Regions from separate parts of the Mus musculus genome. Here regions 2, 3 and 4 are each linked to region 1. Evidence: chromatin contacts called from public ChIA-PET, HiChIP or PLAC-seq and promoter capture Hi-C data. All regions are on one chromosome and are shown on one strand. The core of a region is the stretch at or near the end of the contact, and the rest is flanking DNA. Distances in the headings are between cores, read along the strand shown. Region 1 holds the start of Ulbp1 (UL16 binding protein 1). Region 2 overlaps Lrp11 (low density lipoprotein receptor-related protein 11). Region 3 holds the start of A630066F11Rik (RIKEN cDNA A630066F11 gene). Region 4 holds the start of Lats1 (large tumor suppressor).

Evidence for each region. ChIA-PET counts read pairs in DNA pulled down with a chosen protein or histone mark. HiChIP or PLAC-seq counts read pairs in DNA pulled down with a chosen protein or histone mark. Capture Hi-C pulls out chosen DNA fragments and counts their contacts.
Region 2: an H3K4me3 HiChIP or PLAC-seq map of embryonic stem cells shows a contact between it and region 1, with 6 times the contacts expected there. The contact joins the enhancer-like site here to the promoter of Ulbp1 in region 1. A contact is called at or near these places in 3 of 39 promoter capture datasets (embryonic stem cells, hippocampal neurons and neutrophils), 6 of 15 datasets of contacts at CTCF or cohesin (CD8 T cells, the NIH/3T3 cell line, large pre-B cells and 2 more), 4 of 484 Hi-C or Micro-C datasets (CD8 T cells, LSK cells, bone marrow-derived macrophages and 1 more), 26 of 115 datasets of contacts at active chromatin or transcription factors (the 230-238 cell line, CD8 T cells, the NIH/3T3 cell line and 17 more) and 4 of 9 other capture datasets (adipose tissue, embryonic tail, liver and 1 more).
Region 3: a contact with region 1 is called in an RNA polymerase II ChIA-PET map of effector CD8 T cells, with 127 read pairs. The contact joins the promoter of A630066F11Rik here to the promoter of Ulbp1 in region 1. A contact is called at or near these places in 8 of 39 promoter capture datasets (the 3T3-L1 cell line, the C10 cell line, embryonic stem cells and 4 more), 1 of 15 datasets of contacts at CTCF or cohesin (pro-B cells), 1 of 484 Hi-C or Micro-C datasets (LSK cells), 15 of 115 datasets of contacts at active chromatin or transcription factors (the 230-238 cell line, the SCID.adh cell line, bone marrow-derived dendritic cells and 8 more) and 3 of 9 other capture datasets (adipose tissue, liver and pancreatic islet).
Region 4: a contact with region 1 is called in a promoter capture Hi-C map of liver. The contact joins the promoter of Lats1 here to the promoter of Ulbp1 in region 1. A contact is called at or near these places in 5 of 39 promoter capture datasets (the 3T3-L1 cell line, the C10 cell line, embryonic stem cells and 2 more), 1 of 15 datasets of contacts at CTCF or cohesin (pro-B cells), 12 of 115 datasets of contacts at active chromatin or transcription factors (the 230-238 cell line, CD8 T cells, bone marrow-derived dendritic cells and 8 more) and 3 of 9 other capture datasets (adipose tissue, liver and pancreatic islet).

What each region holds. Positions count from the first base shown.
Region 1 is chr10:7,471,081-7,474,836 of GRCm38.p6, reverse strand. It overlaps Ulbp1 (UL16 binding protein 1), which reads left to right and starts at 1,360. Exons shown (of 6, transcript NM_029975.2): 1 at 1,360-1,583. The coding sequence starts at 1,496.
Region 2 is chr10:7,615,357-7,619,467 of GRCm38.p6, reverse strand. All of the region lies in intron 6 of Lrp11 (low density lipoprotein receptor-related protein 11), which reads right to left. Among named protein-coding and RNA genes, the nearest start is that of Gm16254, 8.7 kb to the right of the region's middle. Within about 2 kb of position 2,102, at least 7 of the 459 cell types and tissues checked have an H3K27ac peak or open chromatin away from gene starts, as enhancers often do. A contact at or near this core is called in embryonic stem cells, where this site is marked.
Region 3 is chr10:7,661,995-7,665,860 of GRCm38.p6, reverse strand. It overlaps A630066F11Rik (RIKEN cDNA A630066F11 gene), which reads right to left and starts at 2,490. Exons shown (of 1, transcript NR_030698.1): 1 at 1,238-2,490. Pcmt1 (protein-L-isoaspartate (D-aspartate) O-methyltransferase 1) reads left to right here and starts at 2,253. Exons shown (of 8, transcript NM_001347228.2): 1 at 2,253-2,786. The coding sequence starts at 2,558.
Region 4 is chr10:7,678,605-7,682,483 of GRCm38.p6, reverse strand. Lats1 (large tumor suppressor) reads right to left here and starts at 1,275. Exons shown (of 8, transcript NM_010690.1): 1 at 1,034-1,275. It overlaps Nup43 (nucleoporin 43), which reads right to left. Exons shown (of 8, transcript NM_145706.2): 8 at 3,598-3,879. The coding sequence ends at 3,687. It also overlaps a transcript of Pcmt1 not described here.

The sequences.
Region 1 (3,756 bases), core at 111-2,610:
CAAAGAGTTGTTTCTGAGCTTTGAAACCTGGGGCTGAGAACATAGCAGAACAGACCAGGACATGCCCGGGCAAGCCCATCGCCTCCCTAGCTCCCACCCCTCTGACCTAAGTTAAATGTTACAGGCTGCTGATGTTTAAATGGACCAATCATGTGAAACCGCGCCAATTCCTCCCCCAGCCCCACTCCTTTTCTATAAAAACCCCTAGCTTCCAAGCCTCGTGGTCGAATCCACTGTCTCCTGTTATGTGAGATACGTTTCGACCCGGAGCTCCGCCATTAAAAAACCTCTTGTTGTTACATCAAGGTGTTGTGTTCTATTCGTGATTCTTGGGTGCACGCCGAATCGGGAGCTGAGTGGGGGTTTCCCCACCGGGGTTTCCCCACTGAGTTCTTTCACTTTCATTTTGAAACTCCAGCCTTAAACTCGAGAGGACTTACATTTCATCTTCCATAGACCCAGGAAGAACTCCAGAAATGTTGATTTGTGCCTATAATCCTGGACACAGGAACATCCACAGATTTTGAAAGCTGGCCAGTCTATTAGAATCCCGGAGCTCCTAACTTTAGAGATCTTGACTGAACAAAGTAGGTGCAACTAAAGACCTGTGGACACTCAAAGCTGACCTCTGGGCTCAAAACGCAAGAACATTGGGGTGGCAAAGCATAGCTTGCAGACTAGACAGAAACAACTGTGATTTCCAGTGTGGGGCATAAGTTCTTAGGCTTTTAAAAACATTTTTAAGACGTGCAGATGGGAAGAGAGAGGAAGTGGGGGTGGGGAGATGGGTAGCTACAGCCAGAGAGGTGCTGGAAGGATCCCTAGTAGGCAGCAGGAAGCTGGAGGCATCAGAGGTGTTGGGGTGTATGTGTGTTGGGGGCTCCACAAAAGCATGCGTATCTAAGCCACAGCCAGGGTTACTATCAGTCTGCTTACAGCTTCCTGTGCCCACATTCTTTGGTTTCTGTCCAGGGTTGCAGCTGGGGATTACTCAGCTTCTGATGACCTTGCCCCTGAGGAATCTGCAGACAATGAATTTAGAAGCCTGGAGCTCCTGCTTGCTCTGTAGATCACCCTACCCAGCCTGCGCAGTGCACTCCCTTGCCCTGCCACCCCACCCTCCCACTCGTCACTCACCCCACCCACCTGTCAGCCTGCCAGCCAATCAGTTCCTGGCACTTCTTCCCGCTCTTTTTCCACTTCCTGCACTTCGAGTCCTTCTTAGTTCCCCGCGCAGCTGCGTTCCTTCCTGCCCCACCCCGCAAAGCACTGGAGACAGACTGCAGGGGCTGCGGAGCTGCTCTGAAAGGATCTGGAGAAAGGGGCACTAGAAGTTGCTTTTGACAAGATCGGGAGGAGGAATTGCCTTGATCCCCCAGCCAAGGTTCAAAAACTTTCTGTGGTCAGGACCATTATCAGGAAGTGATCAAGATCGTCCCTCCCTTTCAGACAGTTAAAATCGTGCCTTTGGCCGCCAGAGTCTAGAGAAGCAGCTATGGAGCTGACTGCCAGTAACAAGGTCCTTTCCTGCTGCTTGTCCCTGCTGTGCCTGCTGTCTGTCTGTCTGTGTCCAAGGATAGAAGGTGAGTTCCTGAGATTCTAGGGGGCAGAAGGGTGATGGGAGTGGGAAGGAGCAGGGAACACAGGTTAAAGGCTACCCTGTGAATTTCCAAATCCTGGGTGGGGGTTGTGGTGGGGGAGCACAGCTGTCTCTGTCTTGAGCTAGTCAGTGACTTCCTGGGACCTGAACCTAAGAGGAATCCCAGGGACACAGTGTGGAGAACAGGACCTCCTCAGCCCAGAGACTCTTTTGAAAATACTCTAGGTCCCAAGTTCTTTGGAGTCCTCTCCCCACCCCTCCCCTCTTTACCAAACCTGCCTCTCTCTTCAGGAGTTCTCTGGTCCTTTTGCTTCTGAACTACTGCTTAATCAGATTATAGCACAGGCAACCAACAGCCGCTCCACACATTCGCACCCCTCCCCCCAAAGTCTGGGACTTTTGCTGAAAGAGTTCACTCTGTAGCCCAGGCTAGCCTTGAACTAGAATTTTGTGGCCAAATATAAAAATTAACGGCCTGTGCCACCACACCAAGATTTACAACCACTTGGTGTATGCTGAACCCACCCAGCTCATCTCCCTTCCCTGTCCTGACTCACTATTCCACCCAGAAAAGGACTTTAATCCTTTCCTTCCTTCAAGGGGTGACAACAGGGTTAAGTGGTCCTTAGTTGGGCATATGGACACTTCTGCCACTGCACCTGGGCCTGTCTAGAATCCTTCCCCTGGAGGCAGATCAGATAGTGGGGCTCATTTAGACAGAAGTCTGTTTTTCTGTAAAACAGGAATAATTTCAGATTGGGAAGTATATTATCTGTGCCTCTGCATCAGATACTCAGTTGATGACTAGTAGGTCAGATTTTCTTTTTCTTCTTTCTTTTCTTTTCTCCTCTTTTCTTTCCTTTTTTCTTTTCTTTTTTCTCTCTTTTTCTCTCTCTTTCTTTCTCTTCCTTCCTTCCTTCCTTTCTTTCCTTTTAAAAATTATTTTAGTTTTCCAAAGATGAAAATATATTTTAGTTTCAAAAGAATATGATGATCATGGCCTTCATTTGCCAAACACTTATTAGGCACTAAAGAATTCATGTCTCATTGCTCCACTTAATTTATATAACAATCTTCAAAATTGTATACTATCTTTTTTTAAACTTTATTTAATCTTTATTTACAGTCAGGATTTCATCCCCCTCCAGGTCTACCTTCTGACTGTTCCAGATCCCACACCTTCCCCAGCCCCCACCCCTGCCACACCCTGTCCCTGTTTTCTTTCTCCTCCTGGAGAATGTCTCCAAGACTTATCCCCCCCCCCCCAACTTCCCACTCCCTGGGGCCTCCAATCTCTTCAGGGTTAGGTGCACCTTCTCTGACTGAGTCCAGACCTGGCAGTCCTCGGCTGCATGTGTGTTGGGAGCCTCATATCAGCTGGTGTATGCTGCCTGATTGGTGACACATTGTCTGAGAGATCTTAGGGGGTCCACGTTAGTTGAGACTGCTGGTCCTCTTACAGGGTCCCCCTTCCTCTTCGGCTTCTTCCAGCTTTTCCTTAATTTAACCACAGGGGTCAGCAGCTTCTGTTGGGTGTAAATATCTGCATCTGACTCTTTCAGCTGCTTTTTGGGTCTTTCAGATGGCAGTCATGATAGGCCCCTTTTTTGTGTGCACTCCATAGCTTCAGTAATAGTGTCAGGCCTTGGAGCCTCCTCTTGAGTAGGAATCCAATTTGGGCCTGTCACCTGACCTCCTTTTCCTCAGGCTCTTCTCCATTTTTGTCCCTGCAGTTCTTTCAAAACAGGAACAGTTATGACTTTTCTGCACCTGGAATTTTTTAGATTTAATGTTTTCTTTGCCCAATGTATCCATTTCTTCTGTGGTATTGTCTACTCAATTCCAGAATTCATTCAATTTCTGTTTTCTGTATTGTTTTATTTCCATGTTTAGGTCTTGAACAGTTTTGTTGTTCCCTTTAATAGTTTGTGTGTTCTTGAGTTTCTGTAAAGGATTTATTTATATCCTCTTTAAGGATTTCTCTCATCTTCATATAGTTGATTTTAAGGTCTTTTTCTTGTGCTTCGACTGTGCTGGAATATCCAGGGCCTGGTGTGGTGCAATAGCTGGGCTCTCATGGAGACATATTGTCCTGTGTGTTAGTGATTCTGTTTTTGCTTTCGCATCTAGGCATCTGGGTTTGGGATAATTACAGG
Region 2 (4,111 bases), core at 853-3,352, 140 kb before region 1:
TATTTATGCTATCGCTGGTTTTAAACTTCATTTTTTAAAGTGTTGCTGGAGGTGCGATAGGATACCGGCTAAGTTTGAAGCAGTGCTGACCTGGTGCTGCTTCCACTTAGGGTTTGACAGCGAAACATGTGTGGGACTAGAAACTTCAAATCAGGCAGTTGTCTGCAGCTTTGTTTTTGTTTTTGTTTTTGTTTTTTTGAGACAGGGTTTCTCTGTATAGCCCTGGCTGTCCTGGAACTCACTTTGTAGACCAGGCTGGCCTTGAACTCAGAAATCCGCCTGCCTCTGCATCCTGAGAACTGGGATTAAAGGCGTGCGCCACCACCGCCCGGCTGTCCACAGCTTTTAAGAGCTGTTTCAGGCGAGAGGAATAGGGTTTAAAATAAAAAAATAAAATAAAATAAAATAGAGGAAAATGGATTTTGAAACTCTTTCAGAGACAGAGAGAAAATAGGGGGACACCCTGCTTTATTCTCTCTGGCCCCTACAGCAGAAGTTCTCTGCTCTCTTTGTGTTGTCTAATGTCTGGTGCATCAATCCGTTCAGTGTCAATTCATGTGTGTTGTCTCGTTGTCTGAATGACTGAATGTTCTGTGTTTCATGTTGGAAAATAAAAATGGCTAAGACTTTATCTGCTGGTTCAACAAAGCCCGAGAGTGGCCCACACTTTAGCCAAGAATCAGGCACAGCAGGAGAGCCACTGCTGAAAAAACTGCTTTTAAAGAAAAGGAGTCTATAGCTTCGTAGTTTTAAGGCAAAAAAGCTGATAGTTGTTTTTTTCCTAGAAAATTCTCTGCAATCATGATTATTGTGTTTAGCAAATGACAAAGTGCTTTTTTATCTTATAGCTATAAAAAGTAAAATTCTTTGATTGGTCTAAATTTATAAGATTCCTGTAGCCACTTAATTTGGTTTTTACTGGTCTTAAAGGTATAATATGTTTGCGTGTCTTCATCATAGAATATTAGCTTATAAGTTATTGGGTATGATTTAAAAGGTGTAACATTGGTAGCAGGACAGCTTTAAATTGGTAACTCAGGTTTGGAGTCTTTCAAACACGTGGCATAAGGCAGGCCAAAAAATCTAGGCCTCTAAGGATACTTCTAGTTGAGATAATATTTAATGTGATTCTTATCCTAAAAGGTAGACTTAAAGATAAGATTTAAAACAATGTCTCTTTAATGAAACATTAAAATTTGCACTATCATGCATTCATAGGTATAAATTAGCAGCCAAATTTCGTAACGTGATAGTGATGTTTCTAATATTGATTCTAAGATGATAAATTGTTTTAAAATTGGGTTTTGCTTTCCCAAAGTTGTAGTTATAGTCTAATATTGCAAAAGAAACTTAAAAATTCTGAAATCTGTCCTCAAGGCAAGAGGAACAAAGCTCAGAGCAGCCTCTGCTGGGCTTGTGTGACTTTCTTTTGTTTTGCAAACAGTGCCTAGAGAAGTTCTTGCCTGCCTTCAGGGGAATTTTCTTTTAACTAAAAGAACACTGTTGCAGATCTATCCAGATGTTGTTCTAAATAAAGTTCTAATTCAAAGTTTATAAAAGGTCAATCAGGCTGTAGAACTTATAAAGACATTACAATCTGGCTTGCCTACATCATGTAAAGGTTTTAAAGGTTTGTTTTTTCCTTTGTATCTTTACTTTGTATCTTTACTGCTACCTGCTGGGAGGCCGCTGAGCTATTCTGGAGACTACACCCTATCCTGCACGTTGTCACCTGCAGCTGCTTCCAGGCTCCAAGGATGAATTGGCGGGAATGCCCCCCCCCCCCTTTATAAGGGCATTTGCCATTAATCATTTGAGCCTTGATCAGGAACCTTGTCTTTTTTTTTTTTTTAAGATTTATTTATTTATTATATCTAAGTACACTGTAGCTGTCTTCAGTCACTCCAGAAGAGGGCGCTAGGTCTCGTTACGGATGGTTGTGAGCCACCATGTGGTTGCTGGGATTTGAACTCTGGACCTTCGGAAGAGCAGTCGGGTGCTCTTACCCACTGAGCCATCTCACCAGCCCCAGGAACCTTGTCTTGGCTCCATTTTTCTCTCAGCTGCCTCGTTTCCCCTCTCTTTTCAGCCCCCGCTTGCCTCCCAGGTATACCCGTTTCTTCTGAGCAGCAGGCCTGCTTCAGACAGTTTGGCATCTGAACATGGGACCTGAGGAACGGCAGAAAAATGCTGGAGGAACACTGCTTGGTATGGAGCTCCAGGGGAAGAAAAAGAAAAGGATCGTACTGGGCATGGTGAAGCAACAGGTAAAGTGTTGCTGGAGGTGCGGAAAGATACGGGCTAAGGTTGAATCAGTGCTAACCCAACGCTGGATTCACGAAGGTCAGCAGCGAATTATCGGAACTAGGAACTGATCAGGCGGTTGTCCACAGTTTTTTTTTAAAACTGCTTTAGGCGAGAGGAAAAAGGGTTTAAATTAAATAATCAGGCAGATGTCCGAAGACGGGAGCTGCATCAGGCATCAGAAACAGGGTTTGTAATACTAAAATAATATAAAGGATAATGGATTTTGAAACTCTCCCAGAGGAAGAAAGAAATTTCAGGGGATGCCCTGCCTTTTTCTCTCTAGCCCCTACAACAGAAGTTCTCTGCCCTCTTTGTGTTGTCTAATGTCTGGTCTAATGTCTGGTGCACCTCGTGTCAATCCATGTGTGTTTTGTCTCATTGTTTGAATGACTGAATGTTCTGTTTCATGTTGGAAAATAAAGATGGCTAAAACTTTATCTGCTGGTTCAGCAAATGAGTGGCCACATGCTTTAGCCAGGATCAGGCACCGCAGGGGAGCCACTGCTGGAAAAGCTGTTCTCAAAGAAAGGGAGCCTGCAGCCTCTTAGTTTTGGGGCAAAAAAACTGATAGATGGTTTCTTCCTGGAGGGTTCTCTGCAATCATGATTATTGCGTTTAGCTAATGACAAGGTGCTTTTCTTATCTCTTAATTATAGCTAAAAAAATTGAAATTCTTTGATTAGACTCGTGTAGCCGCTTCATTTGGTTTTTTTACTGGTCTTAGAGGTGTAATATGCTCTGAGTGTCTTCATCACAAGAGTATTTGCTTATAAGTTATTGGATATGATCAAAAAGGTGTAACACTGGTTACTAGAAAGTTAGCTTTAAGTTGCTAACTCAAGTTTGGAGTCTTTCAAACACATGGCATAAGGCAGGCCAAAAAACTAGGCCTCCTAAGGATACTTCTAGTTGAGATAATATTTAATGTGATTCTTATCCTAGAAAGTAGAATTAAAGATAAGATTTAAAGCAATGCCTCTTTAATGAAGCATTGAAACTTGCACTGTCATGCAGTCATACGTATAAATTGGCAGCCAAATTTCACAACATGGTAGTGAAGTTTTAATGTTGATTCTAAGGTGATAAATTGTTTTGAAATTGGGTTTTGCTTTCCCAAGGTTGTAGTTATAGTCTAATATTGCAAAAGAAACTTAAAAATTCTGAAATCTGTCCTCACAGCAAGAAGAACTAAGCTCAGAGCAGCCTCTGTGCAGTTTGTGTGATTTTGTCTTGCCTAAGGAAGCTCTCGAAACTTGCCTCTCCTTGCCTTCAGGGAAAATTCCTTTTAGCTAAAAGATAGCCTTTGCAGATCTACCCAGATGTTGTTCTAAATAAAGTTCTAATTCAAAGTTTATAAAAGGTCAATCAGGCTGTAGAACTTATAAAGACATTACAATCTGGCTTGCCTACTTCATGTAAAGTTATTATAGATTTAAAGGTTTGTTTTTTCCTTTGCATCTGGAAAATTGTAAAGAGCTTGCTTTTAGTGAGCTTGTAATCACTGGAAAATTTTGCCTCTAGGTATGGCTTATATAGCCTAACCTCATGTAATAAAAATTCTTAGTGTCTCTGCTTCAATACAAGAAGCTAAGAGTTTGAATCTTTCAGTGTATATTGTTTCCTAAGTGGAAAGTATTTTATTAACTAATGCCTCTCAAGGGAAGTTTACTTTAAATCCTTGCTCTCACACACGGAGCTTTTAAGTTCTGGGGAGAACTGTTGCTCCATAAGATTCAGAGGCAATATCTTTTTAATATTTAGGGTTTTAGTTATACTATAAAATTGTGGTACAGAAAATCTAGAA
Region 3 (3,866 bases), core at 1,241-3,740, 190 kb before region 1:
ACTGGGTGTGTAGTTCCGCATTAAAATTATAGGTCCTGAGTCATACCTCTAGTAACAAGAAAAAGGACCCTTAAATTACCCTGGAAGTATTTTCATTAAGGTACCAAATTAATATCTTCCTCTTCTGATTCAAAGTTGACTCACAACAGTAGGAGGAGTCTGGAATTAGAATTTGGAACTCTAGTTTTATCTTCACAAAGATTTATGTGTATGAATGTTTGCCTGCACATACATGTGTGCACCACACGCTAGCCTGGTGCTCAAGAAGGTAAAAAGAGGGTCTAGGATTCCCCCTGGAACTAGGGTTACAAAGGATTGTCAGCCACCACGTGGGTGCTGGGAATTGAACCCAGTATCCTCTGGAAGAGCAATCAATGCTCTCTACTGCTGACCCATCTCTCCAGGCCGTTCGGCTTTTTTTCTTGCTTTGTCAACCTGGTGAGTTCATTTAGACACATAATTAACAATGAGTTTGCTGAGAACTGTGTCACTCGGCAACTTCCCATTCCTACGGTATGTCTGTGCTCTTGGTAACTCCTATGATATTCCTCCACTCCTATTTTGCATAATCTTGTCCACCCTTCAAGGCTCAGTACCCATGTGTACCTTTTCCTGATGGCTGCAGTCTGCGTTGTTCTAGCTAAACCCAGTAGCACTACTATCTAGGTCATTAATGGCACTCACAGTTATTTATTTTTTCTTTTTTTTTCTGCTGTTTGTTGTTAATGGTGTGCAAGAGGGAACCTAAGATCTTCCACTAGTTAGGCAAGACCTCTGCCACACCCCAGCCCAGTGGTGTTCTAATCAGATTTCCATGACTAGGATGTAAGTTCTACAATACAAGAGGAAAGACTTATCAGTATTGCTATTCTCCTTTATATTATAGGAGTTCCAAACTGTGTTGGCTGTTTCTTTAAAAGGAGTCATGATGTGAGAGTTATTAGATTATAAAGAGCTTGAGGGTTTGTTTTTTTTGTGTGTGTGTGTGTGTGTTTCGAGACAGTGTTTCTCTGTGTAGTCCTGGCTGTCCTGGAACTCACTCTGTAGACCAGGCTGGCCTCGAACTCAGAAATCTGCCTGCCTCTGCCTCCTACGTGTGCCACCATGCCTGCCCCCCCCTTTTTTTTTTGAGCTTGAGGATTTTTGTTTTGTTTCGTTTTCCAGCAGCAAGACTGTTACCCAACCTGGCTATTTCTTTTCCCCATACAAAATGCCAGTCACCGAAATGATAGGTTTTGCAAGATAGAATTTATGAGGTGACCAATCATTTGAAAATGGAGAAAACAAGGTCATCTCTGGACCACTTCACCTAAGCTGAGGTTGAGTGATATTTATGGACTGAGGAGCAGGAAAAGGTATTTGGATTAAACTCATCAGATGTAAACATCATGACCCATACAGAAAAGCAGTCAGATGAAAGTACCTAAGCACAAGGAGATTCTAATGAACTTTTACACTCAGACTAGAAGAGCAGGTGGTACTGGGTAGGAAAAAAACGGACGGTCTAAAACTCATCGCTTTACTCTTAATGTTGAACAACACTGACATTTATAGTTAGTTACAGGAGTCATGAAAATAGGTGATAGACATTTCAGGTTGGATGCAGGTTGAGTGTTGCAACTGATGAAGTTTGGTAAGAACTGTAATTTGGAAATTGCTCCTGACATCACAGCACAGCATAGGTGTCTTATCTTCGTTTCCTTCCTGAAAGTTTACTGGAGTCATGGCTGTGTCTCAGTTCAAGTTAGCACACGTTGGATGCGGCAGACAGTGTTTCCTGTCAATTCTTAGAATGTTGCAGAGATGAAAGCAGTAAAATTGGTGTCCAGTCTAAGGATGGAATTTGTGAGCTTAAGCTGAAACTCATACTTGGGTAGGAAGAATAACACTTCCACCACAGGGTACTGAGCTTATTTTGTAACCAATTATAGCTCTCGGCTACTTTTGCTCTTAACCAGGGAAGCATCCCTACCCCCAATTCCATGTCACGGTATTCTTCCACCTTGAATTTATGCCTTCAGAGCTGAAAACAAACCAGAGCCTCTGCTTCATCAGGACCGTGCTGAGACATAGGCTAGTGGACTTCGTACCTGAGAGGCCCTTTGCCCTTGGGCTCTGTTAAAATGATTATTTTGGCCCCATCCAGAAGCCTTAGGTTAGTGCACCGGGTTGGACGAGGCAAGACGGAGTCAGCACACCATCTAGCAATCTAGACAGCCATAGGAGCAGACCGGCCGCTCGCAACAGCTGACGGAGTGGCGATTGCGGAGCCCAAGAAGGCGGCACACGTCGGACCCGCCATCCCGCATCAGCCAGAGCCGCGGCTAGGAAGGAGCCTCATCACGCAGAACACCAGCTCGCCGGCCGCAGGACGGAGGCAGGTGCAGGCCTCAGGAAGGGGAACTGAGCAGCGTTCGTTTGTGCGACCTCGCTGCGGCCACCGAGCACTGGTTATCGCCCCCGCTCGCTACTGGGCTCCAGGACTCCCCCGCCGCGGGCCCCGCCTGGCCGCACCCCGGACTGCGCGGCGTCACAGAGCGCATGCGTGCCGCGGGGGATGCCGGGAGCGCGCATTGGCGGCAGTGGCAGCGACGGCAGTAACAGCGGCCGCTCGAGCGGGGACACCAGCGGGGCGGTGACCGTGTGGGAGGTGGTCTCACTCTTGGGGAAACTGCTAGGGACCGTCGCCGCGCTGAAGGTGGTTCTGTACCTGCTCCGGGTGTGCTTCGCGATGGCCTGGAAATCCGGCGGCGCCAGCCACTCGGAGCTAATCCACAACCTCCGCAGTAAGTGCCACCCCCGCCCGGCGTGGGCCAGGGAGCAGGGCCGGGCCTGGACGCTGTCCCCCCCTGACAATCCGGAACGTTCGGTCTGCACCCCTGCGCCTGCTGGAGGGCGTCGCAGCGCGGTTGCACCGGGAGTTCGGAACGCCGTGCGTTTTTGCAGTCTCCTCTCCCGGGACCTGTCACTCGGCGATGTGGATGGGAAGAGGGTAGTAGCCAAGAGGGAGCTGCTGCGGGTGGGACACGGGCAGTTGCCTCCTCGCAGGCTGCGGGGGACTGGGTGCGGCACAGGTGGCGGGGCTGTTGCTGGAGTCTGCGGTCCCACTAGCGAGGGGCGTGACTTCAGGGTGGGGAAGTGCAGGCTTGTTTCTGGTGACTGGACTAGCACCGAGGGGACACCACCTTCGGCCTACGGGTTCTCTCACTGTTCTCGGTTGATTCCCTGCAAGCTTTCTGTTTTCTGCCTCCCCCGCCCTCTGTTTTTTCCTTTGGAGGGAGATGCTGCTGTCTGATAGCAAGGGGAGGGGAGAGGAGGTTCCGACTATTGCGGTTGCTGGGAGCAGTTTCTCAGGTTGCTGTCCAAAGTATAGGCCCTTGGGGGGGGGGGGGCGGCGGGGGAGCGAGGGATTGTCAGAGCATGCTGCTCCTAAGAGACTTTGTTTGGAGTCTTTGAATCCAGCAGACCATTGTGTGTATAAAATGTTCCAACTTTTTTTTTCAAGAGTGTTCATTGGCTTTTAAAAGCGCGTTTGAAAAGTTTTTTGTTTTGTTTTTGTTTTTTTTTTTGTTTTTGTTTTTTTTTTTTTGTTTTTTTAAAGAATAGCATTTTCTGTAGTCACTGTATTGCTTCCTTTGATGATAGTTTCAGGATAGAATGAATGCTGTGTCACTTTCCTTTCTAAATTGAAATAGTGTTGTTGTCTGGCTCAGAGACCAAGAAGAGCTGCAAGTTCATAACCTCACCCTGATCAGAATTCACAGCTTCTTTTGCCACCAATTTTCAAAAATAATCATAGTCTGCTGGGTGATGTTTTTAATTTTCTTGCGACTTTTCTTTTCTCTTCTTCTTTTTCTTTTTCTTTT
Region 4 (3,879 bases), core at 26-2,525, 210 kb before region 1:
CTCATGGAGAAAATTTGATTTTAAAGGACTAAAAACCTTAACATTAGCGGGGCATGGTGGCTCACAGCCCAACCCCAGAGGCGGGCAGATCTTTTTGAGTTCCAGGTCAGCATGGTCTACATATTGAGTCCCAGGCTAAGGAATACATTGTGAGACCCTGTCTTAAGAAAAGTATAATAACCTTCAATAAATAATCCATAAACTTCTGACAACCTTCATGCCAGGCATTTGGGCTAATTTCCAAACCTTGAGTGATACCATATTGTGTGAGACTGTACTTACTGCTCATCTGACTTGTAACTTCTAGTGAATACACATATTTTAAAAAGTCATATTTACAAATGGAGACAAATATTTTAACCTCGTTCCCTTAGAAAAGTGATTTTCCAACTGCATTAGTGGGAGAATTGGGATAAGTCATCGGAGAGTTATTCTTTCCTTCGCTTCGACTTTTTTCCCCAGGTACAATAAACAATCTTCCCTTACTGTCTTTCCTTCGTTTTCCAGTACTTAAAAAGCACCCGAACAAGTGACACGTCTCTCCCACCCCCTGCCACTAAGCGGTGAGCTAACAAATTGCAGCGAGCTGGAGAGGTTCCCAGGACTGCTTCAAAGGTGGACCCCGACGGGAGGCCCGCTGCGAGGCCAAAGAAGTGAGGCCGGTTTGGTGCAACCTTGCGTGAAAAAAACCACCTTTCGCTCCTCTCCCCTCTAAAGCGGGGAGGGGTGGCTGTCGTCCCGAGCCCCCGCCCGCTCTTCCCAGGCCAGCTCGCACCTCGGAGGCCTCAGTGCCCCCGGGCTCTCCCTGCGGCGCCGGGTGCGGCCAACCTCCGCTTCCCCAGGGCAGGGCTCGGCTCCGGTCAGCGCAATCAGCCCCAGTCAGGCCCAGACCCGGCCGGCTCAGCCCGCCTGGCCACCGCGGCCCCTGGACCCCCGCCAGCGGGGATGGGCGTGGGCCCGGCCGGCCACCGCCCCGCCGACAGGGACTCCCGAGGAGCGCGAGCCCCACCCGCGGCGCCGGCTCCGGACCTACCTGCAGGGGACGGTGAGGCTTCTGGACAGCCGCTGCGGGCCCGAGGGCCGGCGCCGCGGCGGCCCGGAGCCCGTCCCCCAGGGCCCCTAGCGTCGCTCCGGGTTCGGGATGGGGCAGGGCGGGGACACACGCCGGGGGGCTGCGGCCGGCCAGCGCGGCCCGACGCGGGGTCGCGAGGACCTGGCTCTCCCCTCAGCACCAGGCCATCGCTGCCGCCGCCATTTTGCCTTCCACTCCGTGTCGCCGCCGCCGCCGTCCGCCGCGGGTTTCCCGGATGTGGGCATTTCCCGGCGTCGCTTGCGCGGGGGCCGAGGACTGGGGGCTTCAGGCCGCCCCGCTGGGCCCCGGAGCTAGCGCTCCGTTTGTGGCCTCCCGACCGAGACTCGCTCGCCCGCTTCCCCGAGCCGGGGTGAGTGTGGCCCAGAGAGTGGAGTCTGTACCACCACGTTCTGGCTCCGCACGGAGACGCGGGCGCGTCGCGGCGAGCGTGGGTCGCACCAGGAAAGGGCGGTGAACGGCGCTCCGAGACCGCGGACGTCACGAGGCAAGATGTCTAGAGCTTGAATAAAACTCGAGTCTTCCAGAGCTGGGAGCGAATGTGGTTTTGGAACTAGCCAGATGGAGTGTTCTTGAAACTGGACCTGTGGATTTGCAGAGTTCGGTCCAGCGGATCTGCAGGAGAGGTCATTGTAGCCATAACGAGTAACGGGGCCGCTGTCAGAAGTTCTGTTTCTCTTGAAATTGAATCTGCTGTTCGGGATGCATCACTGACTTTGGTCTTTTAATGCATTGTTCTCTTTTGCGGGGGATTAGGTCCACGTAGAGGATCTCTAGGCCGCAGCGTGTGTGCCAAAACTCCCATTCTCCTACCCCACTCCACCTTTCCTAGTGCTGAGAATCTAAATGGTGCCAACCAACACTGGGCTGTCTATCACCTGTAAATATGAACACAGTCCCCAGTTTTGCTGGTAGGTAATACATGCAATTATTTTTTTTTTCAGATACTCTATTTTGTGTTAGACCAAAAAAGTAAAAACGTTGACATCCCAGTGTAACCAGGAATTGAACCATGCTATGCCAGTGCTCTACCACTGAGCTATATCCTCAGAACATTTTATAGTTTTCATTGAGACTGGGCCTCACTGTTATCCGGACTGGCTTTGAACTTGTGATCCTTCAGCCTCAGTCTTAAAGGTAGCTGAGATAACAAGCCTGCTCCATGAAGCCCAGTTCTGCTTTTTTCTGAGGTACTGTATCCAAAAGTTCAACTATGAAAACCTCAGATGGTCAAATTTAGATGACAAGGGAATATTTTAATGTAGTCGCTGCCACTGCTTTAGCTCTGTCGTCATAGTAAAAATCCCTAATGTGGCTTCAGCCCCACTATGCTGTTGGGATCGTCCTACAAATCAAGGTCCCTACCTTGTGCTTTGGTAGGTAGGTACAATTTTAAGACGTGTAATTCAATGGACTATGTCTGCTAATTTGAACCATTAAAAATATTTTAAGCACAGAGAGCTGGAGCTGCTTCTTGAGAGGGCTAAGTCACCGCACAAGCCAGGGTGCAGTGAAAAGACCCTTGGGAAAGAAGCAGAGGAGCGGAGGCCAGGCCAGGCCAGGGCCTAAACTCAGGCCTCCAACCTGGAGCTAAGTCTGGGAGAGCACCAGCATTACCAACTTTGCAATGATGAGATGCAGTTATTGTGTAATACTTCCAACTTTTAAAAATCAGAATTACCTTTGGGACACTTTTTATATTAGGTCATTCTTTTTTAGATGTTAGAAAACTATCTAGAATGTATATTGTTCACAAGCATTGATGTGAAAACATTTGTTTTTGGAAATAAATGCATTGAAGGATGCATTGAAAAGCTGGGGAATCTTGGCATATGATCTAGGTAGTTTTCAAGAGGCAAAGCCAACATTTGCCATCTTTGAAATAGCTGAACCTCATATCGCCCTGTGTGCACAGCATCCTACCATATACCTGTTTCCTGTTGGCTAGTTTTGTGTTTGAATGTGTGTGCCACGGGTGCCTGGTGCCTCCGAAGGGCAAAGGAGGATGTCAGATCCCCAGGAACTAGAGGTACAGATGGCTGAGTCACCATGTGGATGCTGGGGACTGAACCTGGGTCTTCTGCAAGACTAGCGGGTGCTTTTCTTTTGTGTTGTTTTTGTTTTTCCAGAAAGGGTTTCTCTGTGTAGCTCTTGCTGCATTGGGACTTTGCTCCATAGACCAGAGGCTGGCCTTGAATTCACAGATCCACCTACCTACCTACCTCTGCCTTCCAAGTGCTGATTAAATTAAGGTCTACCAAGGCCCAGCTAAATAGCAAGTGCTCTTAATAACCACTGAGCTATCTCTAGCCCCTGGCTATATGGTTGGTTTTAATTCACAAAATTCTACTTGGATTCTACACTGTTTATTTTGTAGAAGTGTTAAGTTAAATGAAGGCATGTATTAAACAGCACTGGGACCCTCTGATGCTCTCAAGATTTTTTGTCATCAGTCATTGATCAGATTCTAATAAGTGTTGGGGGAGGAAGCAAGCAGCAAGCCAACATTGGGCACTGACATTAACAAACAGTTTATTGTTTCCTTACAAATGCCACTTTCTGGTGATAAAATTTTGATAACTAGGTTTTTTCACTTTCATGAAAATAGTTGTCTGGTAACATAAATGGCTTCTGCATCAGTTCCACAAACAAGACAGGGACCTAAAACATCCAAACTGTTTACAGACAGAGTCCTGCTGGGAAGCAAGCTTGTGATTTCAATTCGGTCTTTGGCAGGGTCTGTGCTGAGCCAGGAACTTACTAGAGACTGGTGAACACCGGCCTGGTTA